4 separate regions of the Mus musculus genome follow, and regions 2, 3 and 4 are each linked to region 1. The links are chromatin contacts, called in public HiChIP or PLAC-seq and promoter capture Hi-C maps. All regions are on one chromosome and are shown on one strand. Each heading gives the region's core, a stretch centred on a gene start, on an enhancer-like site or on the middle of the called end of the contact. The rest is flanking DNA. Distances are from core to core; before and after follow the strand shown.

What was found. Promoter capture Hi-C pulls out the DNA fragments that hold promoters and counts their contacts. HiChIP or PLAC-seq counts read pairs in DNA pulled down with a chosen protein or histone mark.
Region 2: a promoter capture Hi-C map of hippocampal neurons shows a contact between it and region 1, with 2.6 times the contacts expected there. The contact joins the promoter of Abhd4 here to the promoter of Nop9 in region 1. A contact is called at or near these places in 3 of 39 promoter capture datasets (cranial neural crest, hippocampal neurons and pre-B cells).
Region 3: a contact with region 1 is called in a promoter capture Hi-C map of liver, with 2.3 times the contacts expected there. The contact joins the promoter of Cdh24 here to the promoter of Nop9 in region 1. A contact is called at or near these places in 4 of 39 promoter capture datasets (hippocampal neurons, liver, neutrophils and 1 more).
Region 4: a FOXA1 HiChIP or PLAC-seq map of pancreatic cancer cells shows a contact between it and region 1. The contact joins the promoter of 2410022M11Rik here to the promoter of Nop9 in region 1. A contact is called at or near these places in 1 of 39 promoter capture datasets (liver) and 1 of 115 datasets of contacts at active chromatin or transcription factors (pancreatic cancer cells).

The regions. Positions count from the first base shown.
Region 1 is chr14:55,742,906-55,749,725 of GRCm38.p6, forward strand. Nop9 (NOP9 nucleolar protein) reads left to right here and starts at 2,788. Exons shown (of 10, transcript NM_026403.3): 1 at 2,788-3,115; 2 at 3,256-3,705; 3 at 6,427-6,537. The coding sequence starts at 2,869. It overlaps Dhrs1 (dehydrogenase/reductase (SDR family) member 1), which reads right to left and starts at 2,779. Exons shown (of 9, transcript NM_026819.3): 1 at 2,536-2,779; 2 at 2,013-2,183; 3 at 753-896; 4 at 549-628. The coding sequence starts at 2,162.
Region 2 is chr14:54,255,640-54,262,459 of GRCm38.p6, forward strand. It overlaps Abhd4 (abhydrolase domain containing 4), which reads left to right and starts at 3,644. Exons shown (of 7, transcript NM_134076.3): 1 at 3,644-3,680; 2 at 5,987-6,075. The coding sequence starts at 3,658.
Region 3 is chr14:54,637,578-54,644,397 of GRCm38.p6, forward strand. Cdh24 (cadherin-like 24) reads right to left here and starts at 3,787. Exons shown (of 12, transcript NM_199470.2): 1 at 3,644-3,787; 2 at 1,767-2,084; 3 at 1,294-1,588; 4 at 991-1,110; 5 at 750-917; 6 at 427-614. The coding sequence starts at 1,967. It overlaps Acin1 (apoptotic chromatin condensation inducer 1), which reads right to left. Exons shown (of 19, transcript NM_023190.3): 17 at 6,364-6,688; 18 at 6,147-6,247; 19 at 4,584-5,471. The coding sequence ends at 5,151. Mir6948 (microRNA 6948) reads right to left here and starts at 5,533; the gene lies at 5,472-5,533.
Region 4 is chr14:56,808,452-56,815,271 of GRCm38.p6, forward strand. 2410022M11Rik (RIKEN cDNA 2410022M11 gene) reads left to right here and starts at 3,538. Exons shown (of 1, transcript NR_152252.1): 1 at 3,538-5,448. It overlaps Zmym5 (zinc finger, MYM-type 5), which reads right to left and starts at 3,013. Exons shown (of 8, transcript NM_001253753.1): 1 at 2,883-3,013; 2 at 2,289-2,408.

The DNA of each region.
Region 1 (6,820 bases), core at 1,538-4,037:
TTGGCAGGCAGATCTCTGAGTTCACGATCAGCCTGGTTTATAGAGAGAACTTCTGGACTGCCAAGGCTACACGGAGAAACCCTGTCTCAAAAACCAAACCAAATCAAACCAAAGCAAAAAAGACAAACTGAGACAAAGCAAAGACTGCCATTCCCAGGCTGAGGTGGCTCAGTAGGCAAAGGCTGCTTCCTGTGCAGGCCGGGAAAGCCAAGCTCAAGCCCGAAACTCACAGAAAGATGTGGAGAAAGAGAACTGACTCTCTGGACTTGTCTTCGGATCTCTGCATGCACCAAGGTAGGCACAGAAACACACCTACACACCCCTATCACATATGCATGCTCACGTACACACGTGGGGGAAAAAAAAAGGTTATATTCTTAGGTGCAAACCCACAGGCATGGGACTTCTCCAGGAGTAAGTGGGACAAATGGAGTAGAACGGAGTTGAAAGAGATGGGGAAGCCAGAGGAGAAAGTCCTTATAGGAAAAGGCCCAGGCTCTGGGGCTACTAAACAAGAGGAGCCCAGGCTCTGGCAGTGAAGCACACACCTGAGTCCAACATTGTTTATGTCATCCCAAATGGAGGCAGGCACTTCCCAGAAAGACTTGTTGGTGGTGTTCAGGATTGCCTAGAAGACATAAGGGTGACTGATTGGCATGAAGGTATAAAGGGCTGGCTAATGGGACCACGAATGGAGATAAAGACTCAAGGGTGGATTTGGAATGTAGAGTTGGATCGAGTTAAAAGGTTACCTGGACGCCAGCATAGGCATTATTGACCAGAACATCTAGCCGCCCTTTCTGTTCCCGATCTACTTGCTCGAACAGGCTTTTCACTTCACTCTCCTGGCTTGAATCACACACCACGGGTACACACCGGCCCCCGAGGGACTGTGCCTGGAGAGGGACAGCGAGGATGAGTTCACAGCAGTGTCACTTTCCGAACTCCAGTGAAGTTTAGGAACTGAGAGCTCAGGACTCAGCCAACAGCTGGGACATGGCCATGCAATGGCTCCCTCTGGTGTCCGCTTTAGGAATTTCACCACAATGGCACCTCCCACAACAGAGCAAGGTACATTGGACTTCAGATTTAACATCCGCTTTCACTGAGGGCTACCATATGCAAGACCTTACTTTGTAATTATTCTGCTAATTCCAGGCAAGAGATGAGGCATGGCGTCCACTCTCAGACAGAAGTAACCATCCTCTTTGTCCTTTCCGACTCCCTTGCTGCTCACTTGGAATTCTTACTCAGCCTCTGCTCCTTCCCTCACTCAACCAATGCTCTGACTCCACAGTGAAAAACTAAAGCTATTAGGCATAAACTACTGCTACTTCCTATTTTGCCTTGCCTCTGAAAAATGTGACCCTCCCACCAGAGGAAGAAGAGTACCTATTCTCCAGGGGTGAGCCCAGGGTCCTGCTTCTGTCCTGCTCAAACTGCAGCAATGCCTCGCCTGACTTCAAGTCTTTTTCTTCAAGTCACTTCTTCACAATCCAGCCAGGGTGAACTATCTAAAACTTAAATCGTCTTCTAACTGGATCACCAATCTAAGCCAACTAAAGCCTAAGAGCTTTTTTGAGAGGGTCTTACTACATAGCTCAAGCTGACCTTCAACTTGAAATCTCCTGGCCCAATGTCTCCAGTGCTGGGTTATATAGGCATGCATGCCATGCCGGCTTTTTTCCTCCCCACAAGGTCTCACTCTGTAGCCGGTTTGGAACTCACTATGTAGACCTTGAAATCACAGAGAGGTTCTGGCTCCTGAGTGCTGGCATCAAAGGCATGCAAAACCCAATGCCAGGGAAGAGGAAAATTAGAGGAAGCCACCAGTACAATTTTTTTTTCTTTGCAAAACCTGAAACTCTCAAACAGAAAGATTTTTCTTCCCATTAAGCTCTCTTGGTAGAAAAAAAATCAATCCTAGATTATTATTTATGGTATTCAGTAAACATTGCGATTTGTTGGGGGGGGTATAGTAATCACAGTGATTAATTCAGGTGGTCACTTACCTCCTGGGCAGTAGCTCTAAGCGTATCCAGATGGCGGCCGGTAATGTAAACTGTGGCACCTGCTTTGCAAAGCTGTAAGGCAATGCCACGGCCAATACCCCTGGAGGCACCAGTTACCACACACACTTGGCCCTTCATAGGCGCTACCATGACTCACATCAAAGGGGATATCTGTGGAGGTAAAGAGTCGCTTTGAGGGAATCCTGTAGATTGTGTGCTGAATCCAGGTCTCTGTGAGGGCTAGACAAGTTTGGACTATTTTGAGGGGAGAGAAATTTGACAGAAGGATACCTGAGTCAAAGTCTCAGGCCAGGCTGTCCTTTTAGGAGAGTCCCAGGACTCTCCAGCGTTACACACAATACTATCACGAACCTCTGAGTGAAGCTGACTTGGTAGGGAATCTGGCAATGCAGCCTAACAGGGTATGGCCACGAAGAGTCCTGGGCTCTCTGGAGTTCTGGCTACCCGTCCAGACCCACGGAGAACCGCGAATCCCTGACCCCTGAAGTGGTCAGAGCCTTACCAGCAGCAGACGCAGCCTCTGGGTTTCTTTCTGCCCAGATCGCCAGATCTATAGTTTGAGAACTTTGATTCTTGCCACGTTGGAGTGCGTGCCTGGATGGAAGTCCGGGTGCGGATAACGATGATATGGAACCAGTCAAAGATAGCCCTGGAGTTCCAGGGTCAGACCCAGTGGGGTGGAGTCCGCAAATGGGGAAGGGCGACCTGCAGCCACGCCCATCATGCCCTCCCGCCCGCCCCGTCGCAGACTCATGACGTCCCCGTGCGTCCGGAGCGCGCCGGCGGTTGTGGGAGCTGCAACCGGGAAGCGTGAACGGCTGGTCCCAAAGCACGCATGGGGTTGGGGCCGCGTTCCGCTCACAAAGCGCGACGCCAGTTCTCGGGTGCCGGCCGGCGGGGACGCGCGGCCCGGGGTTCGGGACGTCCCCCTCCCGGCCGCGATGGTTATCCCCGGCTGCCGGCAGCCGCGCGTGCGGAGCAGGCCCCCGAGGCTCTCCCGCATCTGAGCCCGGAGGCTCTTGGATATTTCCGACGGGCGCTGTCAGCGCTAAAAGTGGCTCCCGACGCCGCCGAAGAACGAGGTAGGAGCAGCTAACGCCGTGGGTTAAGTGGAAAACCCACACGCCGAACTTTCAGGGGAGGTCTTGGCTAAGTGATGGGTAAGTCTTCTCCTCCTCTCAGCCTAACGGTTTATTTATGACCCCATTTTTTTTTTTTAAAGAGTTGATGGCGCGCAATATTTTGAAGGAAGTGGAGGCTCAGGCTCTAGCCTTGGCCACGAACAGGACTGGTAGCGAAATGCTGCAGGAGCTTTTGGGGTTCAGTCCTTTGAAACCCCTGTGTCGAGTGTGGGCCGCTCTGCGCCCCAACTTGCGCTTCGTGGCTTGTCATCGGTGTGGGGTCCACGTATTACAAAGTGCTTTGCTGCAGCTACCTCGATTGCTGAGGCGTCCTGCGGAGGCAGAGGAGGAGGAGGAGGAAGAGGAGGAGGGTGGTCCCTCGCAAACTCTGGAGGAGCTAGTCCTGGGACTAGCCGCTGAAGTGTGTGATGATTTTCTGTTCTTCTGTGGAGACACGCATGGCAGCTTCGTGGTCAGAACTCTGCTGCAGGTCTTGGGAGGTACTCTTTTGGAGTCCGAGAGAGGCAAGCCCCGTGGCTCCCAGTCGTCTGGTAAGTACTGTAAGAAAGGGAAGAGGGGTTGGTGAGCAGGAGTGGTCAGGAAGTTCCGAAGCCAGTAAACAGAAGAGTTCATCTTTGTGGTGAAACTTGACCGTAAAGAATCAGCAGACCCTTGGGGCAGAACCTGGAAGGCCAAAGTATAGTGTGCCTAGTAAGGATGGATACACTTGAATTCAAGGACCAACTATTACTAGCAGAGACACAGAGGGAGCAATGTGTTTCACATTTTTATTTCCACAACTCAGAGTAAGAATTTTTTTTTTTTTAAATACGTCTGGGCATGTGTACACACTCGAATGTGTGTGCCTTCTGGAGTGTTCTTGTGGAGGGGAGAAGACGACTTTGTGGGTGTCAGTTCTCCCCTTCCACCATGTGGGTTCTGGGTATTGAACTCAGGTTGTCAGGCTTAGTAGCAATCACTCTTATCATAACCTTCCCGGCTCCGATACTTTCTTTGGAGACAGAGTCTCCCAGATAGCCCTGCTGGCTTTTGACTTGGGTTGTAGCACAGGCTGGCCTTGATGCTCCTGCTCGCTCCTGCCTTCCAAGTGCTGGGATTGCAGGCTTGTGCTGCTACCATGCCTAACTAAACTGGCCTTGAACTCAGAGCTCCACCTGCCTCTGCCTCCCAAGTGCTAGGATTAAAGGTGTGCGCCACCACTTGGCGGCTGCTTTGTTTTTTGGGCAAGTTCTTACTGTGTAGCACATGCTGGTCTGAACTTACTATGTAAGCTTATGCTGGTGTCCAGTTTATTGACTTTCTGCCTCAGCCTCTCTAATACTGACATTACGGGCGTATGCCTTTCCACCTGGCTGGGAAGTTTGTTTCTAACCCTAATGTGATTTGTGTGTGGATGTTGGATCTAAGCAAAAGTTCAGAAAAAGATACCCTTACCCTTTCCACATGCTACCTCTTTTTCTGATATTTTCTTTCCTTTTAAATTTTATTCTCTATCTTAAAAAAAAAAAAAAAAAGCTAATTACTGATGGGAGCAGATGCAGAGACCTACAGTCAAACACTAGGGGGAACCTCGCAGAAGAGGGGGAAGAAGGATTCTAGGAGCCAGAGGGATTGAGGCCACCACAAATACATGACTCACAGAATCAACTACGCAGGCTCATAGGGGCTCACAGAGACTAAAGTAATAATCTCCGACCCTGGATAGATCTGAGCTGGGCCCTTTGCATATACATTATGGTTGTGCAGCTTGGACAACAGTGGGAGTGGGGAATATCTCTACCTCTTGCCTACACTGAGAGCACTTTTACTCCTCCTGAGTCTCCTCATCCAGTCTTGATGTGAGCATCTGTGCGGAGTCTTACTGTAATCCGTTATGCCATGTTTGATTGATATCCCTGGGAGGCCTGTTTGTTTTGTTTTTCGAAGGGAAACAGAAAGAGTGGATCTGGGGGAGAGGGAAGGTGGGGAGGTGGGAACTGGGTAGGAGTGGAGATAAAGGAATGGATAGGATGTAATGCATATAAAAAGATAAAAATTAAAATAAAAATGCTAATTGAGACCACTAACTTTGTTTCTTGTTATAGTCATAGAATGTAACCTACATTTAAAAATACTGAAGAGCTGGGCAGTGGTGGTGCACGCCTTTAATCCCAGCACTTGGGAGGAAGAGGCAGGTGGATTTCTGAGTTCGAGGTCAGCCTGGTCTACAGAGTGAGTTCTAGGACAGCCAGGGCTACACAGAGAAACCCTGTCTCAAAAAACAAAAACAAGCAAGCAAACAAACAAACAAAAGCAGAACTAAAAGTACTGGAAAACACACTTAGAGAGTATAAGTGAAGTCTGGTTTTGGTATACTATAAATCCTGGCTGAGAAATTTGAGCCCTGGACCATAGGGAAGGGAGTTTAAGATCCTTGGAGAAAAAAATGAAAGAATATTTTACTCCTCCACAAGAGGCACTCACCTGTCCTGCATCTCCAAGCTGAGCCCTTATTCTTCTGTGGTGCTTTCCTTCCTACTTGGGAAGAAATAATAGTCTTTAGCTTGGCTCATGTGCACCAAAGCTGTTTGCAGAAGCTTTCCCCTTCCCCCTGCTGCTTGAGGAATTTCCCCTTTCCCTGCCAATGTAAGCAAGTTCAATAGTTCAATACCACCCGGCCCCTTCCCCATCTGAGAGGACTGACCAAGAGAGCATGATGACCATAGCTGCCAGAGCAAGATTAGCTATTCTCAAAAATGAGCTATAACACAGATAACAGTCTTAGAAACCCTGCCTCAGTTTAAATTTCGAGATAAATCACAAGCCGCCCTGATCTTGCTAGGATTCCCTGTGAATAGCTGTGACTGACCCATAAGTTCAAAATGTATTACTGCTTTGCTGACCAAATCATAATAACCCACCATGGGGGCAGGCAAAGTGAGTCACTAGGCCAAAGGGTTACTTAGTCACTATACAAACCAACCAATGCCTGAAAAGGTTACTTGCTACACCAATGAAAATAAGACCACTACCCTGTTGCTTGTATCTGCCTCTTACAAAGGTATAAAAAAGTGTGTTCTTTGTTCTAGGTCTTTCTTCTTGCCTGCATGCTGGGAGGGGAGTCCCCAACATGTTGGAATAATAAAAATCCTCATGTAGTTTGCAGCGATGGCCGTCTCTGTAGTTTTTGTGAGCAAGAGGGTCTTTTGACGAACTCCAACACTTGGCTATCTGTAATCTCATTGTTGTTCATGTTCTTGGTCTTTCTTTAGAAACACAGAGGACTTCAGCTCGGGAATGTAAACCAACTGATTTTGAGGTTCCTAAAACCTTCTTGAATCGCCTTCAGGACCTGAGCGCCTGCTTTCTGAAGGACATTGCTGGTAAAAAGATGTATTAATTACTTTACATGTTTCAGAGGGAAATACCGGATCAAAGTGACTTAAGGAAGAAAAAGTTAGACTCCCAGCTGGAGGGTATAGTCTGTTATGTCAGGGAGGTTATCATGGTAAAGCTACACTCTTATCAAGTCAGGAAGCAGGTGGATAAATGCTGCTCTTATGGGTGGTGCTACCCACATTTGCCCACAGGTGGTGTGCTCACCTTCATAGACCTATTCCAGAAACTTACTCACAGAAATGCCCAGAAGTTAGTTTCCATGGTGAT
Region 2 (6,820 bases), core at 2,394-4,893, 1.5 Mb before region 1:
ACTATGTGTAAAAAGCTCATGTGCAGAGGGATAGTAGATAAAAGTTCAAGTTCCAGAGTCAGACAAAGAGGGTGTTAAACTTTGATTCTACATACTACTAATTACTTAACTTGAGACTGATCACTTAACATTTAATTCTTGCTTTCCTTCTTTGTGTTCTTTTTGACAAGGTTTCTTTATGTAGCCTCGCCTGGAAATTACTATGTATCCCAGAATGGATTCAAATTTGCAATCCTCCTGCCTCTGCTTACTGAGTGCTGAAATTTCAGGTATATGCCACTATGGTCTCATTTTCCATCTCCATGACATGGAAATAACAATACCTGAATCACAGCACTGTTTTCGTTGGGGTTAAATGAAATAATGTCAAACATTAAGCAGCAAAGTCCAGAGCCCATGATAAATGCCCAGAAGATGTTTGCACTTGCTAACAATTATTCATTCTGACATGAACGACCTCTGTTTCTCCAAATAATTAAAACTCGGCCATACTGCAAAGCTCCAATACTTTGGGCATGCAAAAGATGATGCTAGCACTGTAAATCTGATGACTGGCAAAGACACATTGGGTTTTAAGTCAAATCAGAAGTCAGAGAAGACCTTAGAGGCTTCATTACTAAGGTGCTCCACAATATAAGATATGGGAGAGTAGAGGGGGCATACTCTGTGATTCTTCCATTCTTTCTCCTAAGAAATTATATTATCAGCCCGGCAGTAGTGGTGCACGCCTTTAATCCCAGCACTTGGGAGGCAGAGGCAGGTGAATTCCTGAGTTGGAGGCCAGCCTGGTCTACAGAGTGAGTTCCAGGACAGCCAGGGCTACACAGATAAACCCTGTCTCAAAAAAAAAAAACAAAAACAAAACAAAACCAGAAAAAAAATAAAAAAAAGTACAGTACTTTATGTACTCTTTTTGTATCAAATCATGTATGTTTTAAAAGATATGTTTTTAAGATAGGATATATTCTTCCATATGTGTCTTGACTTCAAGATAAGAAGGGGAGAATACATTTTTCTCTCCAGAGGCCTGTCTAGAGTAGGTACCAAGAGTTCATTTCATTGTATATAATTCTAGAAGATCTACTCAATCCTGAGTTATATCAATTCTGGGAATACCTTAGGATAACTTTTGTTATAAAGAACATTTTCCATATACTTGAAATTCTTCCTTCTAAACAACTATGCTAACGCTTATTTGGAACATGTGGAGACAGAATACTAATGCTCTCTGCATATATGTTCTAGAATCTAAAGTCCTAATACCAGTCGCACCTGATCAGCCTTTCCCAAAAGGACCCACATTTTATAGGTTATCAGATTATGGGAGCTTTTGTTGTCCTAGAACTTAGTACTTCATTCTGTCAGCTACTTAGTACTTAGTACCCTCAGAATTTAGTACTTCATTCTTAGCACTTAATGCTTCATTCTGTCAGCCAGGCATGCTTACTAGCCTGCTTGTCCATGCATTCACCAAGTGCCAAGCACATACCTTGCTGTGGGCAGGGAGCAAAGCAGGGTGCTAAACAGACAAGACTCCCCCCTGAAACTTAATTTCTGGAGGAGGGGCAAATGAGTATGGATTATGCAAGAGCCTTTTAAAATGGTGTTCTGAGGAAAATAAACTAAAGTCATGTGGTGCCCTGATGATGGGGGTCTCTTTTAGAAGGAGGGAAGTTTGAACTAAGTTCTGACTACATAGTTGCCAGCTCTCCAAAACCAGCCTGGGGAGTCTGTGGGGGGGGACCACCAAAAAAGATGACTTCCTTTCTTTTTATCATTGGATTCTTTGTGTAACATAATGTTTGGCTTTGGACATAAGATACATCATTGTTAAAGTACATATGCTAAATCTTCTTTGAATTGCCTTAGTGAATTCTCACAAGCCACACACTCCAGAAGCAGCAGCAGCCAGACAAAATGACTTGCCCAAGATCAGGAAATAAATGACAAAGCTAAGAACTTGAACTTAACCCAGACTTCTGGCCATGGGTTCTATTTGTTTAACTAGTGTGTCTTCTGGAACACCAGCACCTTCAATGCAAAAAAAAAAAAAAAAAAAAAAAAAAAGCAGCTTTCTAGCCTCAAACCAAACTAACTGAATTAGATTCTGAGGATGGCAATCAGGAGGCTGCGTTGTTATCAAGCCTACCCAATGACTGTGTATAGTGAATTGTGGGACCACTGAGCTTGGCTAAAATCATGGATGGACATTTCTGAAAATTCCAGTTCTCTTCAACTTTAAACCCTTATAATGATCAGTTTAACATTGTGTTTCTGGAAAGAATAAATCTCAGGTTCTCTTCGGTCTTTCAAGAAGACCAAAGAAAAATACTGTAGGACTAGGAACATAGCTCCACTGCTAAAGTGCCTAGCTAGCAAGCAGAAAGCCCTGGGTTCGATCCACAATCCTGAATCAACAAGCCTGGCAGAATACCCTATAATCCCAGCACTCCAGAGATAGAAACAGGAGACTCGGAAGCACAGATCATCCTCAGATACACATCCAATGTGAGGCCAACCCAGGACACATACACCTTGACGTGTGTGTGTGTGTGTGTGTGTGTGTGTGTGTGTGTGTGTAAGAGAGAGAGAGAGAGAGAGAGAGAGAGTCCTCAGTAGATTCTTTCCCCTTAAGTATGATTAAACTACTGCAGTGGATAATCAGAAAGGGAGCGGCTCCAGGGATGCCACACCCCCTTTGCCATTTCAAGTGAATTCTGAAGCCAGCTTCAAGATGTGTCCCGCCTCTCTGCCGAGCCAGCCTGAAATGTGCTCAAAACTTCTGGGTTAAGTCACTTCACATCCCACATCCTTAATCTTATATCCACATACCTAATCACGCCCAGCCTTATGCGTTAGGCCTTTAACTGGCCCTCCTCTGGGAGGTCCACCGAATGGAAGGAAGCAGGATACTGCTACTTTTTCCTTGGAAAGTAGGTTGAGGCAAGACATCCCCAGAACAGAGAAATGCTTATGCTGACAGGTGTCACCCCTCATCTTAGAGCTGTGAATACAGGATGCCCCAAATACTACAGGGAGCCTACTTAGCTTTAAACTTTGCTGTCTAAAATTTAACTAGGCAGCATGCTTTTTGTATTTCTGGAACCGGGAAATCTTGGGTTACAATATCCGAGGCCCTTTTATAGGAAGCACCCTTATGACTCCACGGACATCTAAACCATTTCCATAGGACTACCAAGGCAGATGAAGCGTCTGTGACCTGAGATACAGAGGGAAGCTTGAGAACGTGAGCAAGAGGCAAAGCAGTTCCTTCACTCTTTAATTGAAGGAGGTGTGGAGGCGGGGCTGGTGGCATTCCAGTGAGGAACTTTGAGTTTTAAACTACCTGTCTTCCTGTCTCCCTCACTGTCCCCCAAAGGGATGTGATCCGGATTAAGGAGCCTACTTTTGTGGGACCGTAGTGTTCAGCCTGGACGCAGGCCAGAGGGAGCAAACAGAAGGAAGCACCCAACTGATTGCTGTCCATGTGCTGAGTCGGTTGGTCTGCCAACTTTGCCCGCTAGAACCCCGCTAGCGACCCAGGCCCCGCCTCCGGCCCCGCCCCCTTTGTTATCCGATACTTCCCTGGGTCAGCTGGTTCTGGCGTCGAGCGGAGGGATGGGCTGGCTCAGCTCGACCCGGCAGGGCTTGTTTACTATGGCTGATGATCTGGAGCAGCAGTGAGTTACTCCTGTCCGTTTCTCTTTCTGTCTCTATCTGTCCGGGCCAGGATCCGGGGACTGTCTGTAGTTGCGGACAGCTTCAGACTCCCCGCCTTTCCTTTCAGGTTGGCTTCCAGGGAGGGATGGGTTGCGCTCAGGAGCCCCGGGAGCGCTGAGAGATGAGAAGGCTGCGGAGCTGGGAGAGTGTTGAGGGTTAAGCTTGCGTTCAGCCTGGGGACTCTGACTTTCCACTAGTCTTCGCGATCGCCCCTCTGGTAGCCCAGTTAGATTAGTGGTAAAGCACGAGGAATAAGCTAGCTCTTCCCGATGCGGACGTGGTGCTTGTGGAGACTTGCCCGGAACTAAAGTCGTGGGTGTGAAAAGCCCTTGAAGGACAAGGCATGGGTAGGAGAAGTCTCCACTGCGATGGAATTAGTGTGGAACTGGCTTGCAAATTCCTTTAGCCCTTGGCCGCCTTTACGTTCTGCTTGCAATCCTAGTTGATAGTGTTCTTAATCATAAACACATGCTTACTGCCGTGGTTTCAGAAGTAGGTTTGTTAGATTGGGATGTGGTTACTGCTCGCCCAAGGCCATCAAGTTTGAGATGCCACCTGTGTGATGGTGGTCTAACAGGATCGGGAAAAAGTTGCTTAGAGGAGAATGACTCAGCTCCAAGGGTTTCACAGGAACAGGGCCTTCCCTTGACCTAATATTTGTCCTTTTGGATCTGCAGAACAACGAAATAACTTTGTATCAATAGTAAACAATCGTGTAAGGGACCTAAAAGAACTGCCCAAGAAGAGTATTGCTTTCTAAGAGGAAATTTATGGTGCCTACAGTGACTTGCGGGAAACGGCACTAGAGCCAAAGAAGACTCAGGTCATTCAGCTCCGTTTTACAAATAAAGCAACAGATGCGGATGCCCATAGAAATTCAGAGACTTGCTCAATGTTAAGAGGCTGCTTGCCTCACTCTCCCACCTCAGCTCTCACCTCCCTAATAGCACTGACACACAGTGTGACAGGCACTGTTGCCTTTTCTCTTTCTGGATTGTTTGTACAGAAGAAAGGCCAAGCTGTGCCCATAGCTCCCTGTCCCCCAACCCCCACCCCTTCCAGGCCTGTGTGGACTGCTGCCAGTGTTGCTGTCTCATAGGGAAGCATTTCTCTTGAGCTCTGCTGTCCAGAGTTAGAGATGTGTGGGGTTCGTTCAGGTGTCATGGTCTGACTTGTTATAGCCTACAATGCAAAGAGGAAGTCTCTCTTTTGAGACTGGCCAAGATCTGTGGTCTAGGTATTGGTGCTTCATCCAGCGAGTTCCCATGATACTCAGGGTGCCCATTGTGTATGCTATGAGTAGCTGGGATGGTTCCGCCAAGGATGCCATCATCTTCTCCTGCTCAAACCCACAAGCCCTTGCTGCAACCATCCTCTTACCTTCACCTAGGCAGAGTTCACAAAAAGAGAGAAAGCATGCAAGACAGGAAAGGTAGAACAAGAACTACATTTGTGGCAGGCACCTGTCAAGGTTCACTGTATGTCTGGACCTCAACCCCTTCCGTTCCTCACTTGTGGGTCTATAGTTCAGACCCAGGAGTTCTGTATACTCCAGAGCCAGTGCTTGGCACCTCTGCTCTTCAGTGGCTGAGTCACTGGGTGTGAAAGGGAAAGTAGGATAAGTTACCAGTTTTACTCTAGGACATAGGCAAGTTTTCTCCTAGTTTTACAACCTGAAAAATGGGCCAGAGGCCACCTGTGTCTTTTGGTGACATGAATCTAGATATCTTACCCCTTGGTCCTTGCCTGCCCCAGCTCTAAATTCATCCCTGATGGATGGATTCCCCAATCAGGCACTAACAGCACCCCAAACTTCCAGAAGCATGCATGACAGCAGATGGCATGGGAATTTGTCTGTAATACCCTAAAATAACAGCTAGTTTTGAGAGTGACAAAGAATAATGGAAATATTAGTGAAAGTCTCTCCCTCTCCCTCTGTAATCTCCTTGAACATAGATTAAAATAACCAGCAACAAAGAGGAGTTGTAAAGCTCCAGGAAGGTAATAAATACAAAAGAGTCAAGTTTTGTGTTCATGGTATCTGCTATCTGTTAAGGGCCATTGTTCTTAATAGCCATTTGCCTAAGGAAAGAGTAACAGTGTATCTATCGGACTGCTTAGGCATTGCTGATATTGAAGACCATGAAGGGCAGGCCTCCTGAAGTTGGGAGACACCTTGTACCCTGATAACTCTAGGAGCTATCAGCAAGGCTGGGAACAGTGGCTTCTTTCCAGTGTTGTCAGTAAGTACCTTTGTGTCTTGTAGGCCTCAGGGCTGGCTGAGTAGCTGGCTCCCCACTTGGCGCCCCACTTCCATGTCTCAACTGAAGAATGTGGAAGCCAGGATCCTCCAGTGTAAGTAGAAGGGACAGTTTGCTCCTCCCCTTTAAAAGGCCTGGAAAGGATACAGGATCTTCCCCAACCTGGGTCCACTGAGCCCCCTGATTCCTCATTAGGAGAGTATGGGTTAGAGGAAAGAAAATCATTGGCTTGCAGGGAGGATACAGACAGACAACAAAGTATTCCACGACAGTGGTCCCTCAACGCCCTCGACCTGTCATCACTGGGATGATAACATTCCCAGTTCCCCATGCTACAGGAACAGCTGGGGAACTTAGAGCTAAGGAACGGACAAGGTCAGTGGATGGAGATTACTAAAGACCTCAAGACGGGGAGTTTCTTCTGAGTGAACTCAGCAAGATTCTTGCTGAAGAAAAGTCAAGGACTTAACACAAAAAAATAGAAGTTGGTTCACTGGATCAGATCTAAAGATGGGGGAACAGGGCACACCACGTGACAGTTCTTGCTAACCTGACTTAGGGTTCTGTCTAAGGCCGGGCTAAGGAGGCCGAAGATGGATGAGGCTGTTTTAGTTCACTTTCTGTTCCTGAGATTAAAATATTGACCAAATCAAACTCGGGGAGGAAATGTTTATTTGGCTTACAGGTTACAATCCATCATGAAGTTTAGAAGCCAAGGCAGTAACCTAGAGGCAAGACCTGAAGCAGAGACCATAGAGCAATGTGGCTTCCTGGCTTGCTTCCCATGGCTTCCTCAGCATGTCTTCTTTTATCATTATTATTATTATCATCATCATTAT
Region 3 (6,820 bases), core at 2,537-5,036, 1.1 Mb before region 1:
TGAGGAGGGGAGACAGAGAATTGAGGTACTGGGAAACCGGGGTGGGCCCAGCTCACAGGAGTAAAGTCTCTTTGCATGTGCACCCCGTGCTCAGGAGAGGTGGCCCTGGAGAGGCATGGCCTCAGTGGTCATGGTGAGTGGCACATGGCGTAGCTGGTAATTCTAAAAGGTAAGATTGTTATGATTTCCCCCCAGCTCCAACACAGGGGATCTAAGCGTGGTTGTAGGAAATTAGTTAAAAGCATTGGCAGTGGTGGGGCAGAGCCAGGGGTTAAGCGAGCTGCAGTGCAGGGGGGAGGGAGTCCTCTGTTTTTGTTTTTTTTTTTCTGGTGCTGGGAATGAAATCTTGGTGCATAGTAAGCAAGCTCCCTACCAATGAGCTTCGTACCCACAGCTGCATCTGCAGGTAGCAGGCAGAAAGCTAACCTTGCGGACAGTAAGGAGCCCGTCCTGGCCCTGGGAGTCTGTGCTGATGCTGAAGACCTCTGATCCTTCCCCATTCAGGATGCTGTATGCCACGAGAGCATTATCCCCTAGGTCTGGGTCCTGGGCCTTAAGCCGGCCCACCAGGGTTCCAGGTCCAGCTGTCTCCACCACTGAGAACTGGTATAGACCTCAGGGGAAGGAGGAGGGAAGATGGGTTCTTAAGAGAAGTCTCCAGTCCTCCTCCCTACCCCAGTACTTCCTTTCCCCGGGGTCTGTAGGTAGGACATTAAAGGATTGTTTGGGCACAGAACTGCCCCCCTTACTCTGAGGGAACTTGGGGGGGTTGTCGTTGACATCGCTGAGGGTGACTGTCACTGTAGTGCTGCCTGACAGCCCCCCCATGTGGCCACCCATATCCTTGGCTTGAATCACCACCAAGAACTCCTCTTGGGTCTCCCGGTCCATGTTGGGGATGGCTGTACGAACCACTCCTAAGGGAGAGACACTGGGTCAGGGGTGCTTGTTCTCATGGCTGCCCTGTGAGACTCTCAAGTTCATTCTTACCAGTCTGGGGGTCCACAGAGAAGAAAGGCAGCCCATCCAGCACCGTGTACACAAGTTTGGCACTGTTTCCATAGCTGGGATCGTCGGCATCGTGAGCAGTCACTTGGATTACAGACGTCCCTGCGGGAGAGCCCCATAACCCACTCAGCAGCAGCAAGGCCAGGAAAAGAAGAGTAGACTGAGGGACCCCGCATGTGAAGGAGGCTGAGTTAAAGGAGATGAATTCCAGGGTAGACAACCAAAGCAGATGGAGGAGTAAAAGAACCCCAGGTAAGCTAGGGCACCCAGAACTGGGGTGCTCACCAACATTGGACATCTCAGGCACGGTGGCATGGTAGGGCCCGAGGGGAAACACAGGCGGATTGTCATTGATGTCTTGCACTTTGATGATGAACTCCGATGGGGGTTCCAGGGGCCGGTTAGAGGCACGGTCCACAGCTTGGGCCAGCAGCACATATTGTGCCTTCTCTTCCCGATCCAGGCTCTTGGTCACATGGATATTGCCTGTGGCCTCATCAATCACAAACACAGTGCCTGCCCCCTCCCCGGTCAGCAGGTACTTGGTGCGGCCCTCACCCCGGTCAACATCTGAGTGCAGCTGCAAGAGTCAAGAGAAAGCGGCAGAAAGCTCCAAGTGCAGAGCACACGGGGTTAGAGCCTAGGTTTGGGTGGTACGTGAGGAATGCCAGGGGACCAAGGTCATTGCAGACTGATGAAGTTTCTGGGGCAGGGCCTAAGGGTCTGACAGACTCGTCACGGAGAGGGTTGATCCTTACCTTGCCAATAAGGACAGGCTCTGGACCAGAATATTCCTCAATGACAAAGAACTGGTTCCAGACCCAGCTCCTTCGGGTCCGCAGCAGTGTAGGACCCGAGTGTCCCCTGGACCCTGCCCAGGCTGGGACTGGAGCTGCCAGGCGCCCCATGCAGCCCCAGCCACCCAGCCAGGCCAGCAGGAGCCTCACAAGGCCCCACATGTTTGTAATCCAGCCAGGGCTCTTGTTCACTGGCCCCAGGTGCCGAGGCTGGGCAGGGCCAGGTGGCCCATGAGCTGGCTGGGGAAGACGCGTTGAGGCTACCCCATGGATCCACACCTGTAGGACAGGTAGCTGCTCAGGATCAAGGAAAGCCTGAATCGTACTCTTCTCCCGAATTAGATACCGAAGCCCAGCTCTCTAAGAAACCAGACACCCCACTGCCCAGAACCCAGTCCAAGACAGACAGCCTGAGCCTTCCTCCCAGGCTCTGCCTGGATCCACCTCCAGCCCCTCCAAGCCCATAAATCTCAGGTCGGCCAACTCTGGAAAGCTGTCAGGGAAAAGGAGAGGAGAATGCTGAAGGGACTTGGAATTTCAAATCTTGTTCCTTTTCTAGCCTGGGCACACAGCTAGGGGACTAGAAAAGGTAGATGGACCGACAGAAAGGGCTTAAAACTGAGAGGTTGGTATTCATCAACACACAGCCTTCCTTATCCAGAGGGTCAGGCTCAAAGACAAGGAGTGAGTGCAGCTTGAGTCGGGCTGGACTCAGGAAAGCCTCCCCTGCCCCTGAGGAACCCCACGTCTCCAGACTGTCTCCAGCCCATTCTGCCAGTCTCGGTCTTTAAGGGGAATTGGTCTAAGGGAACAGAGTGGGGCTACATCTGGAAGAATTGGGAACAGGGCTGCAGGCAGTGCAGGGGGACCAAGAGAGGTGAAGTGGAGGCTGACCCAGGGGCCAGAGACAGCGTGATTGAAGGCTTGGGGCCAAGAATCTGGGAGGGTCTGGCAGATGGGGAAGACCAGATGAGAAACAGACAGACCACGGAGAGAGAAGGGCAGCAAGAGAGAAAAGCAAAGACATCAGGGAAGCAGCCTGAGTGTCTGAAAGGCAGAGAGGAGTCCTGGGTACCAGGCTTGGGAACTGGTAGGGGCAGGTGAACCTTTCTCTCTCTCTCTCTCTCTCTCTCTCTCTCTCTCTCTCTCTCTCTCTCTCTCTCTCTCTCTCTCTCTCTCTCTCTCTCTCTCTCTCTCTCTGTGTGTGTGTGTATGTGTGTGTGTGTGTGAGATCAGGCCTCGGAACTTCATTCTGGTAGAGTAAGCTACTAGGAGCAGTAGAGGTAGGGAGGGGCTGCGGGAAAGGAGGTGGAGAGAGAGGACCCTTCCCATTTCTCTCCCTCCTCCTGAAGGGGCCCATGGTCAGGTAGCTGTGCCCCTCCTCCTTCCCCAGAGCAGACACACACCTGACAGGCCGTTTGCTCCCCAGAGAAAAGAAGCCAGAGGGCAGCAGGGGACCAGAGAGGTAGGCGGGACGAAGAGGAGAGAAGGAAGGAAACGGAGGAGTGGGGAAACAGGATAGCAGGAGGGAACGAGGAGAGGAGAGGAAAGGAGAGGGAGGTAATGAGAGAGAGGAAAGGAGAGCGGGAAAAGAGGAGAAAGGTAAAGGAAGAAAAAGGCAGAAGAGGTGGGAAGAGACAGGGCAAGAGGGAGAGAGAAGGGGCAGAGAGGCGGAAGGGTGAAGAAAAATCGGGAGGCAAAGGGAGAGAGGTGTGTGAGATGGGAGAGAGCAGAGCGCGGGAGAACCGAGCCGGCACGGCTCTCAGCCAGAGCGCACCGCAAGCTGCGGACCCCCCGCTGCCCCCGCGAGGATTCCCGACCCGGGCAGGCGCCCTTACCTGGCACTACCGAGGGGCCCGGGACCGCGAACAGCGCCCCGCCCGCCTCCGTCGCTGGCTCCCGGGGGCACAGCCCCAAGCCGATCCAAGCCGGCGCCGCGGCTCCGCTGCAGGTCTGAGCGGCCCCGGCGAGAACAAGGGAGCGAGACGGAGGGGGCGGGGGAAGGAGGCTCCGCCTGCCGAGGAGAGGCGGCTCGCGCGGGAGAGGAGAGCCCTGCCTCCGACCCTCCCCAGCCAGTCCCCGCCCCCGCGGCTCCCGGGCTGCTGGGCGCATACAGATGCGGGGCCCCTCCCGGGCCAGCCCGCAGCACGGCAAGGTACAGGGGTAGCACGGCTAGGCTATTATTCCCAGGGCCTGGCGGAGGAGACTCAACACGATCGGCCAGCACAGCACCTGCGGAGGCACACCGTGAGGCGGGGCGCTGGGAGAGCACTGCGGGAGACCCGGCTTCACGTTCTGGATTCGGGTGCGGCTGCGAGGCTACCGACTCAGGACCTTGTGCGGGTCACGACGGCGAGTTCAGTCAGCTAGGGTGAACTTCAGGATGGCAGGGGAAGCAGGAGTCTAGGGAGCTCGCCAGGGACAGGGGAAAGATAACGGTGGGCAGTGAGAACCTTTTTTGGGGAAGCTCTTTGCAAGATCTAAAGAGTGTGTGCACCCCCTGGTGGCAGTTGTGGGAAGCACCTTGAAGGGCGACCAAATGCCTAATTGTGCAGGGGGACCGGGAGGCCGACCCTGCCGGCTGTTGGGGTACTGCAAAAGAAACAGGCCACCCTATTTCCCAGAGTAAAAAGACATACAGCTTTGGACTGATTAGAGACAAAGTGGGGATGAAGGTTCCCGAGGAAGGCCGCTGCCCCAGAAGAACGCAGATGCCCACCGTCACAGCCATTCACCTTCCCCTTTCACCCAAACTCTTCCCAAGGAAAGGCACTCAAATGCTAGTCAAAACTAAGTCAGATTTTTATTTTTCCATAGACCACATCATTTAATAATAAAAAAAATAAAAATAAAAATTGAACAAAAGGAAAAGGTGGCTATAAAGTGGAACCAGCGGGCAAGAGACTGCAGGCCAGAGAACAGGGGACTGCAGGGGCCTGGGACTCAGGAGAGGCTGATTCAGCTCATAGGTGACCCAGTCCTGGCCCCAGCTGTCCCCAAAAGGCTGAGTACCAAGGGAGGCGGAACGCAGGATGGAGGGAAAATGAGCGTGGGACACTGGTTATTCCCACGTACGGCCACATCTTCCCTTCATAGCCTAGCTCTTCCCTCTCAGACTTAACAGGAAGAAAGGAGAGGGCCAAGTTCCAAGAGTTAGGTTGGGGAACAGGGAGATTGCCACTGCTCCATTTGATATGAGGGGACGTGTGGCAGTTATAGTTCAGCACTGAGCAATGGTGTGAGACCCTTGGTTCCAGGGTGGTGGTGACTGTACCTATCCCTCTGTGGCCTTTGACCTCCCAGGACCAAGTGGCAGGTACCTGCAGCTCTCTAGTGTTTTCTTGGCTAGCGGCGCCCACCCCGGTCCCGTACAGGTGTGCTTCGACTCCGGCTTCTGCTGTGGCGCTTGGTGTCTCTGCGATCCCTCTCCCTGCCTCGGTCTCGGTCTCGCTCCCTCTCCCGCTCTCGGTCACCCCTGTCCCGCTCTCTCTCCCTGTCCCTCTCTCTCTCCCTGCTGTGCTCCCTCCTCTTCTCCCGTTCTAGCTGCCGGTTCCGTTCCCGCTCAGCTTCCTTCTCCCGTTCCTTTTGTTCTTCTTCTTCTCGTTCTTTTCGCCGCTTCTCCCGCTCCTTGGCCCGTTCAGCTTGCTCTGCCTCCTTCTGAACAATCTGTGGTCAGACAGGAAGGACAGAGGCAGAGAAGTGTGTCACAGTCCTGTCTGAACTGATCCCAGGCTGTGCTTCTGGGGTCACTGTCAGTTTCTATTAACAGGAAAAGGGCAGACATGCAGGATGAGGTGCACCACCAACATCCTTAATGCATGGTAGGGCTGCTGGCACCAGTCTCTGATATGTCTCTAGCTTTCATCATGCTACACACACACAAAGCTGAGTAGCATTAAGCCTGAATTTCTCCCAGAAAGCCCTTGCCACAAAAGCCAGACAACTTAGTTCAGCCCTGGAGTCCATGGAGAGGTGGAAGCAGAACCACACCCACAGACCTGACCTCCACATGAGCAACATGGCAAGCGCATCCTTTCCTGTCCCCAACATACACACCAACACCACACGCAAGATTCTCATAGAAATGCCAACGTACAAGACGTTTATAACAAAGCTTTATAAGACACGCATTGCTTGGCTAACGAATCAAGCTCCAAGAAGCTTGGCTAACAGTTTCTCAAACCCACAAGCTCTAGTTCCTGCCTGGCGGCCACTTTCACCCTCTCCACAGCTCCCTCCTCTCTTCCTCTCCTAAGCCAATGCCAGGGCCTACACTGTGGGTCATGCTCATCTCCTGGGTGCAAAGACAGCTCCAGCTGCTGACAATGGGAGAGTACTCACTTGGCTCTCAGTCAGAGGGAGCCAATAGATGCAGGGAGCTGCCTTAGTCTTACGGAAGAGGTCATCCAGCAGCTTGGCAGGTGGCTCCTCCTGGGCTTTTTCTGAGGCGGGAGGAAGAGAACCAGATCTGAAACATAAAATCCTGACCCAACCCACCTGGGTCCCTGACCCTCCAGCCCAGAGACAGGCACATCCTGCCTTCCTCCCAGCTAAGTACCTTTCTTTTCACTCTTCTTTTCTTTAGATTTTGCTCGCTCTTTCCGGCGGCGGTCACGGGACCGTGATCGGGAGCGGGGTCCCTCTCGAACTTTGTCCCGATCCCATTCTCTCTCAGACCGAGTCCTCTCCCGGCGCTCCATTTCCCGTTCCCGTTCTGCCCATTGCTCTCGAACAGCCCTTTCCTGCTCCCGCTGCTCAGCCCGGGGGTGGGGCGGTGGCTGGACTGGGGGTGGGGGTGGGGGATGCAGGGGCCTTGGTGCTCCCTGTTCCTCTGCCTTAGTTTCAGATGGCCGATCTACCAAGAGTCCCCGGTGATAGTCCAGCTGTGGGCAGAGGGACAAGGACAGTTAAACTAGAGATTAAGATTACATCATTCCCAACAAGGGAGCCCAGGTACCAGCGGTAGAGAGAGGAAAACCCAAACTCTTAGCAACTGCAGGTTTGGTGAAGGTCGT
Region 4 (6,820 bases), core at 2,288-4,787, 1.1 Mb after region 1:
CATTCATTTTGTACTGGCAGAGAGCTAAATGCTGGCAGGATCTGGGAACTGTTAATTCTATGGCCCATCACTAGTCTCATGTTCTGTAAATATTCCATCTTCCTCACCTGGTCAATAGTTGGGCAGGAAGTGGAAGGTGGATCTTCCAGGCACCTAGCGCACAAGGAAGTAAACAGACAGACCAAAGTTGAGTGTAAGATGTAGATCTGGCCACACAGAAGGAAATAATGCCAGGAGTAGTCAGGAGACTGCTCAGCAAAAGAATGGAGCTTTAAAATATTAATAAACCCTTGAGTTATTTATATCTTTGGTGGGTCCAAGATAGTCCCACTATACAGGTCTCTCTGCATAGTAGTCCTGGCTGTCCTGGAACTTGCTCTGTAGACCAGGCTGGCCTCAAATTTACTGTCTCCCAAGTGCTGGGATTAAAGATGTGTGCTACCACAGTCTGGTGAGAACCACTGTTTTAAAGTGTATCTATTTTTCAAATTGCTTATTTAATTCTGTGGGTGTTCCTGAGTGTATTTATGTGCATCATGAGCATGTAGGAAGCCTGAGGAGATCAGAAGAGGCATCAGGTCCCCTGAACTGGAGTTAGAGACTATTGCAAGCTGTCATGGAAGTGCTGGGACTCAAGCCCAGGTCCCTCACAAGAGTACCAACATGCTCCAGCCCCTCAGTTGCCTTTTTCAATTTCTCTTCCAAGACAGGGTTTTGCTGTTTAACTCTGGCTGTCCTGGAACTTGCTCTGTAAATGCACCCACACCCAGTGCAACCTCCAATCTTAACAGGCAGACAGAATTCTACAGTCTGACACTGCCCTAACTTTAAAACGGTACATCTGATGGGGACTGGAGTGATGTCTCAGCAGCTAAGGATATCTACTGCTTTTCTAGAGGACCAGAGTTCTAATCCCAGAACCCAGCTGATCCTAGAACATAACTACATGTACCTCCAGCTCCAGTGGACCCAACACCTTCTTCTGGCTTCCTCAGGAAGGATGGAAAGAAGGCAGGCTCTCTCTCTCTCTCTCTAAATATTTTTTAAAAGTAAGAAATACATGTCTGGGGGCTGGAGAGATGGCTCAGTAGTTTAGAGCACCGGCTGCTCTTCCAGAGGTCCAAAGTTTAATTCCCAGAGACTACACAGTGGCTCACAACCATCTGTATGAGATCTGGTGCCCTCTTCTGGTGTGTCTGAAGATAACGACAGTGTATTCACATATATAAAATAAATAAATCTTTAAAAAAAAAAGAAAGAAATTAAAAAAGAAGTGCATGTCTACGAAGTACTATATAAGAAATCACAGTGCTGGAGAGATGGCTCTGTGGTTAAGAGCATCAGCTGTTCTTCCAAGGGACCAGGGTTTGAGTCCCCATACGCCTAAGTGCAGTTCATAACTTGCTGTCTAGTTCTAATGGATCCTCTACCTTCTTCTGAACTTCTTGAGCACTGCAGCCAAGTGGCACACAGATATACATGAAGCAAAACACCTATATATGTAACATATAATCTTTTTAAAACTGAAAAACAAAAAACCCTTGTAATTCGTTTGTCCTCCATCTTAAAACATGTCAGTAATTTTTAAAAATATTTAATCTTTATTTAAAATAACTGTTTAGTGTGGGCTGAAGAGATGGCTCAGTGGTTAAGAGCACTGACTACTCTTCTAGAGGTCCTGAGTTCAATCCCAGCAACCACATAGTGGCTCCCAACCATCTATAATGGGGTCTGATGCCCTCTTCTGGTGTGTCTGAAGAGAGCAATGGTGAAAACATTTTAAACAAACAAACAAACAAGCTTTTTCAAAAATAAATAACTGCTTAGTGGTTTAAAAATACAAGAAATTAAAGAAATCTCCTAGAAAGGAACACAAAAATGTTAAGTGCACAGCATCTTATGACTAAGAACATAGTCTTATTTAGGAATCTGAGAAGACAGCCATGTTAGTAGTACCCACTAACACACTACAGATCACACTGGCTTGGCTTTCTCAGCAGAAATCACTCAGGCAGCAACTCTTCACTTCGACAAAATAGAAAAGTCTATCCTAGTGGTTTAAGCAGGAAAGCTACGCAAAATGACTCACAATGGAGATGTTTTCCTTATTCCTGTCAAATCCTTCACCAAAGTAGCTTGAAGATCCTAGTATAAAAAGAAATTTACAAACAAACACCCAAAACACATACATACAGTGAACATCAACAGCTCCGAGGTAGCACCAAACCCTGAACGCCAAAGGAAATAAATAAGTCAAGGTGAAGTTATTCCCAAGCTGTTCTACCAACCTTCTCCAAATAAACAATAGATCAACTAAACGACAGCAGGCCAAGCTCATATGTTCTTTCCAGTTTCAGAATTATGAGTAGAGCGCGCAGCTGAGTCGAAGAGTAAACGCGTCCTCGAATCTAGAAAGGGATTCACATTTCTCCTAAGTAGTTACCACTCAAGTACAAATCCGACCCGGGAGAGGTTCAACAATTGGGTCCCATTTGCCGCAAGCACTTGATTAGGGCCTAACTCCTCAGTAGCCCGCGACAGGCACCAGGTCAGCCATTAGAAACTGGCTCAAATAAGATTAAAAGCTGCGACAGACCGACCCAAAAAAAAAAAAAAAGAGAGAGAGAGAAAACGCCGCGGGACGTAAGAGGACGCCCCTTAACACGGAAAACTTGGGGTGTCGGTTGAACAGACAGGGTGGGAGTGCGGCCCCCGGGCGGGAGGGCCAAAGGGCCCCTCCCCGACCCGCCCGCCCGCTCGCAGCACAGAAAGGAAAACACTCTTCGACCTCCGGCCGCTGCCGCCCGCACCCGGAGGCTCTCGCGCTCCCCGCCCCGCGGCCGCCTCACCCAGCCAGCCCTGCCGCGCCCGCGCTCCCTCACCCCTCCGGCCGCACGCGAAGCCGCCCTGGACATCAGCGCGGCCCCCAGCGCACCCTCAGGCCCCGACGCAGCAGCCGCGACACCGGCCGCCGCGGGCTGTTAAGCCCGGCTCGGTGGGAGGCTCCCGACGCTGCCCTCACCCATCTCCGCCTCCCCAGTCGCCCCCGCCTCCGCCTCCTCCTCCCGAGGCTGCGCTGCTCCCAGCCACCCCCACTCTCCGCGGCCCTCGACAGGAAAGACGGCGGGGAGAAGCCTCACCGGGTTCTGGCTGCAGCTCCGCGGAACGAACCTCCCCTCCCCCGGCCCACCCCCCTTCGGCGACACGCACAACTCCGCTCGGTCCAGTCCCGGCTTTAGCGCTGGTGAGGAGGAGGCAGAGGAGGCGGTGGCACGGCGGGGCCCGGGGAGGCCCCGCCCTCCGCACGCTCATTGGCTGATGGCGTGGGCGGCACGGAATGCCTCGGGCAGGCTCCATTGGCCCAGTCGGCCTTCTTTCAGGACCCTCCTCGGTGAGGTAGTCACGGCGGCTGTCCGTCAGACCTGGGCCACGCCCTCGGGCCTGCCGGCCCCCCCCCCCCCCCCCCCCGCCGCCAGCCCCGGGCTGGGCCGGCCCTCCCTCTCTTCCGCCCTCCCTCCGTGCCCCCGCCCCGCCCCCACTCGCGGGGTCTGCCCGGGTCAGGAGCCCGAGTGGCGCTGCCCGCAGTTCGGCTCGCGCTTCGGCCCTGGGGGCGGGCGATATTCGTCGAGGCTTCCGGTGGGCCCGGGATCGGGACACTGGGTCTCGGCCTCCAGACGGTCGCCACGGCCCTTTGCGACTCTGCTCGAGGAGAGACGCGGCCTCGATGTCCCGGCGTCCTCCCTGTCCAGGCCCCCAAGACCCCGGCGACTGGCGAGCCCGGCAATGCCTGCGGCGGACCGAGGGGGCGAGCCCGGCCGCGGCCGCAAGGGGACTGGTGCGCTGGCGGCCGTGCAGGCGCTTCCACCTTGCCTGGCCCGTGGGAAGGGTGTCCCACCTCCGCCATGGCTGCGGCGGGAGGAGACGTCGGCCTCCATTTTGTGGGATCTGTTGGGAGAACTTGGGGCCCATCAGAACCGAACCCGTGGGGACGAGAAACTTGGCCCGGAACGAGTCCGATCGCGCTCTACCATAGGCCTTGTCCTCGGCCGCCAAGAGTTTGCGCGCCGAGATTGCGGCGGGGCCACAGGACAGTGGTGACCCCAGACTGCCGCCGGGCAAGATGGAGCCCCGGGCTCCCTTAGCGGGCTCGCGCCCCTGGGACCTGGGCTGTCTGGCCTTGGCCGTCGGTGCCTGGCCGAGCACGCGCTCTCCGGCCTGCCCGGCGCCTGTCCTCCACGTTTGCCGGGCCTCGGGCCATCGCGTGCCCTTCGCTTCATCCTGGCTCCGTGGGCAGTGACCCTCTAATGGGAGTCCCACCGGACGCATTCGGAGCGGAGCCGCTGGAGGGCGGCACGAGGGTCTTTTGTTCCTCGTCTATACCCATGTCTTTGGCAGAAGACTTGGTGCCGGATTTCCAGGACTCCCTGTAACCTAAGAAATGCACCTCGCCCTGGTGTTTGTTAGCGGGATTACAACTGATGCTTTTAGGTTGGATTGAGGTTCTTGTTACATAATATGTGAAAATATATGACTCTTAACTGGACTTGGTGGCGCATGCTTTTAGTTCCAACACTTGCAGGCAGAGGCAGTTGGATATCTGTGAGTTCGAGGCCAGGTTGGTCTACAAAGTGGATTCCTGGACAGTCAGGGCTACACAGAAAAACCCTGAGTTGAAAAACCAAAAGAGCAAAAATATATATGAGTCTCTCTTTTAAGACAATGTCTAGCATAGTCTGGCCTGGAACTCTGTGATCTTTCTTCTGCCTTTGCCTCTCTCTTCCTCTGCCTCTGGAGCATTGGGATTGTAAGCATGTCACCACTGCTTTCTTGGTTTAGGCTTAGATATGATTTGAAAACAAAATCCCACACCTCATAGCACAGGAATGGAGTGCCAGTATTAAAGGCACAGAAGTAGCAGAATCAGTTCAAAGCTGACCCAGGATACATTAACTGCCTCAAAGAGAAAAAACAAAACAAAACCACAAAAACCAGGCAGCTGAGTGGAAGGCTATTAGATGGCTCAGAGGTTATGAGTGCTTCCTGCTCTTAAAGACTACCAGATTTGTACCTTCGTGGAGCAGTTTCCAACTGCCAGCAACTGCAGTTCCAGGAGATCCAAGCCCTTTTTTGGACAAGCTCTTCTGGCCTACCTACACACATAGATGTACAAATACATTCATGAGCACATATACATATCTCAGAGTTACAGAAACCGGAGTTTTTTTTTTCAATATTTAAAACGCACATCCCCTTTTTTTCTCTTCTGAAGTATGATAAAAGCATGCTCATTGGATGACAAACATATAACCCTAAGTCATGTTTCTTGTCCGTGGGTTGATTGGTGGGAGAGTTAAGTAAGCTTTTATATTACATAATGCTTTACTCTCTGGACGTTACCAACATCACCAGCATTTTATTTAAGTCTTCAATGGCTGAAAATAAATGTGTTAATCATAGTAACATTTCCACGACTGCTGAAGATGATAACCATCCCCCTTTCTCTTAAGCATTTGGAAATACAAAACTGTAGGTCCACTAAGTTGATTCACAAGGATTCTCTAGGTTTGGAGAGACTAAATGTTTTTAGGCTTGGTAGCTACAGGCCATATGTTTTCTGAAGCCCCATTTCCACAATTCTCTAATATTAGTACTGTTCAAAATTAAAACTTACCTGTTTCCCTTAGTAATGACAAGAATGAACGCTGTCCCTTTAGTGTGCTGCTGTGTTGAGTGTGTCAGTTTGATGCTGCTATGCAAGAGTTCCACATACCATAAATTAGAACTACAGTAGTTTATGTGGCTAGTGCTTTTAGAGGCTAGAATTTCAGTAGGGAGACACATCTGGTAAGGGACTCTGGAAGTATTGCAAGTGCTAGAAAACAAGGGCAGGAACAGAACACTCCAGTAACTCACACTCATAAAGGAGCCACTCCTGCAATAGATACTTAACTCTCAGAATTTCACCATATGTCCACCTAAAATGGTAGAATGCTTAAGACCCAGGTGTCTCTCAATGTGTCAATTCCCTTTGCAATCTCAGCAGCCAATAAGTAATATGGATTTTGGAAGGGACATTCAAAGTATAGAGTTTTGAAATTCTGGAACAAAGTTTACTCATTAATAATTGGTGCTTTCATAAATTTAATGTCAGAATTGTTCGAGCTGAGTCTGGTGGCTCTCCATGGCCAACACTCAGTAGGCAGAGGCAGGCATATTTCTGTGAGTTTGAGGATAACCTAGTCTATGCAGTGAGTCCCAGGCATACCCGAGCTACATAGTGAGACCCTGTCTCATAAAACAAACAAAAATAACAGAACTTTTTCTAAAGTTGTAACGATTCTGTGAGAGTAAACTCCAGAGCAGTGTGATGTAGCGACATCGGACTGAGCTTTGCAGTAGCAGACCTGTACTCAGCATCTGTTCAGAGCTGGGGATGATGACCTAGTGACTGTAACACCAGCACCTGGGACTGTGAAGCAGGAAGACTGTGAATTCAAGGCCTGCCTGGCTTCCATAGATCCTGTGTCAACAAAACAAAACGTTAAAAATGTATAAGTTTTTCAAAATAAGCCCCAGGCATAGTGATACAGCTTGTAACCCATATCTTTGAAGACAGAGGCAGGAAGCTGGAAGACTGAGCCCAAGTCTGCAAAATAATGAGATGTCTCAGAAATAAAATATTTTTCCTCAAGAAAATACTGAAATGTTACAAAAATTAAGAGACTAGTTAAGATAGGGCATACATTTTTTTGAAATTTTTTATTAGATATTCCAGAAGAAGTCAACTGAGGCAATATTGAAAATAATTACTGAGATTTTT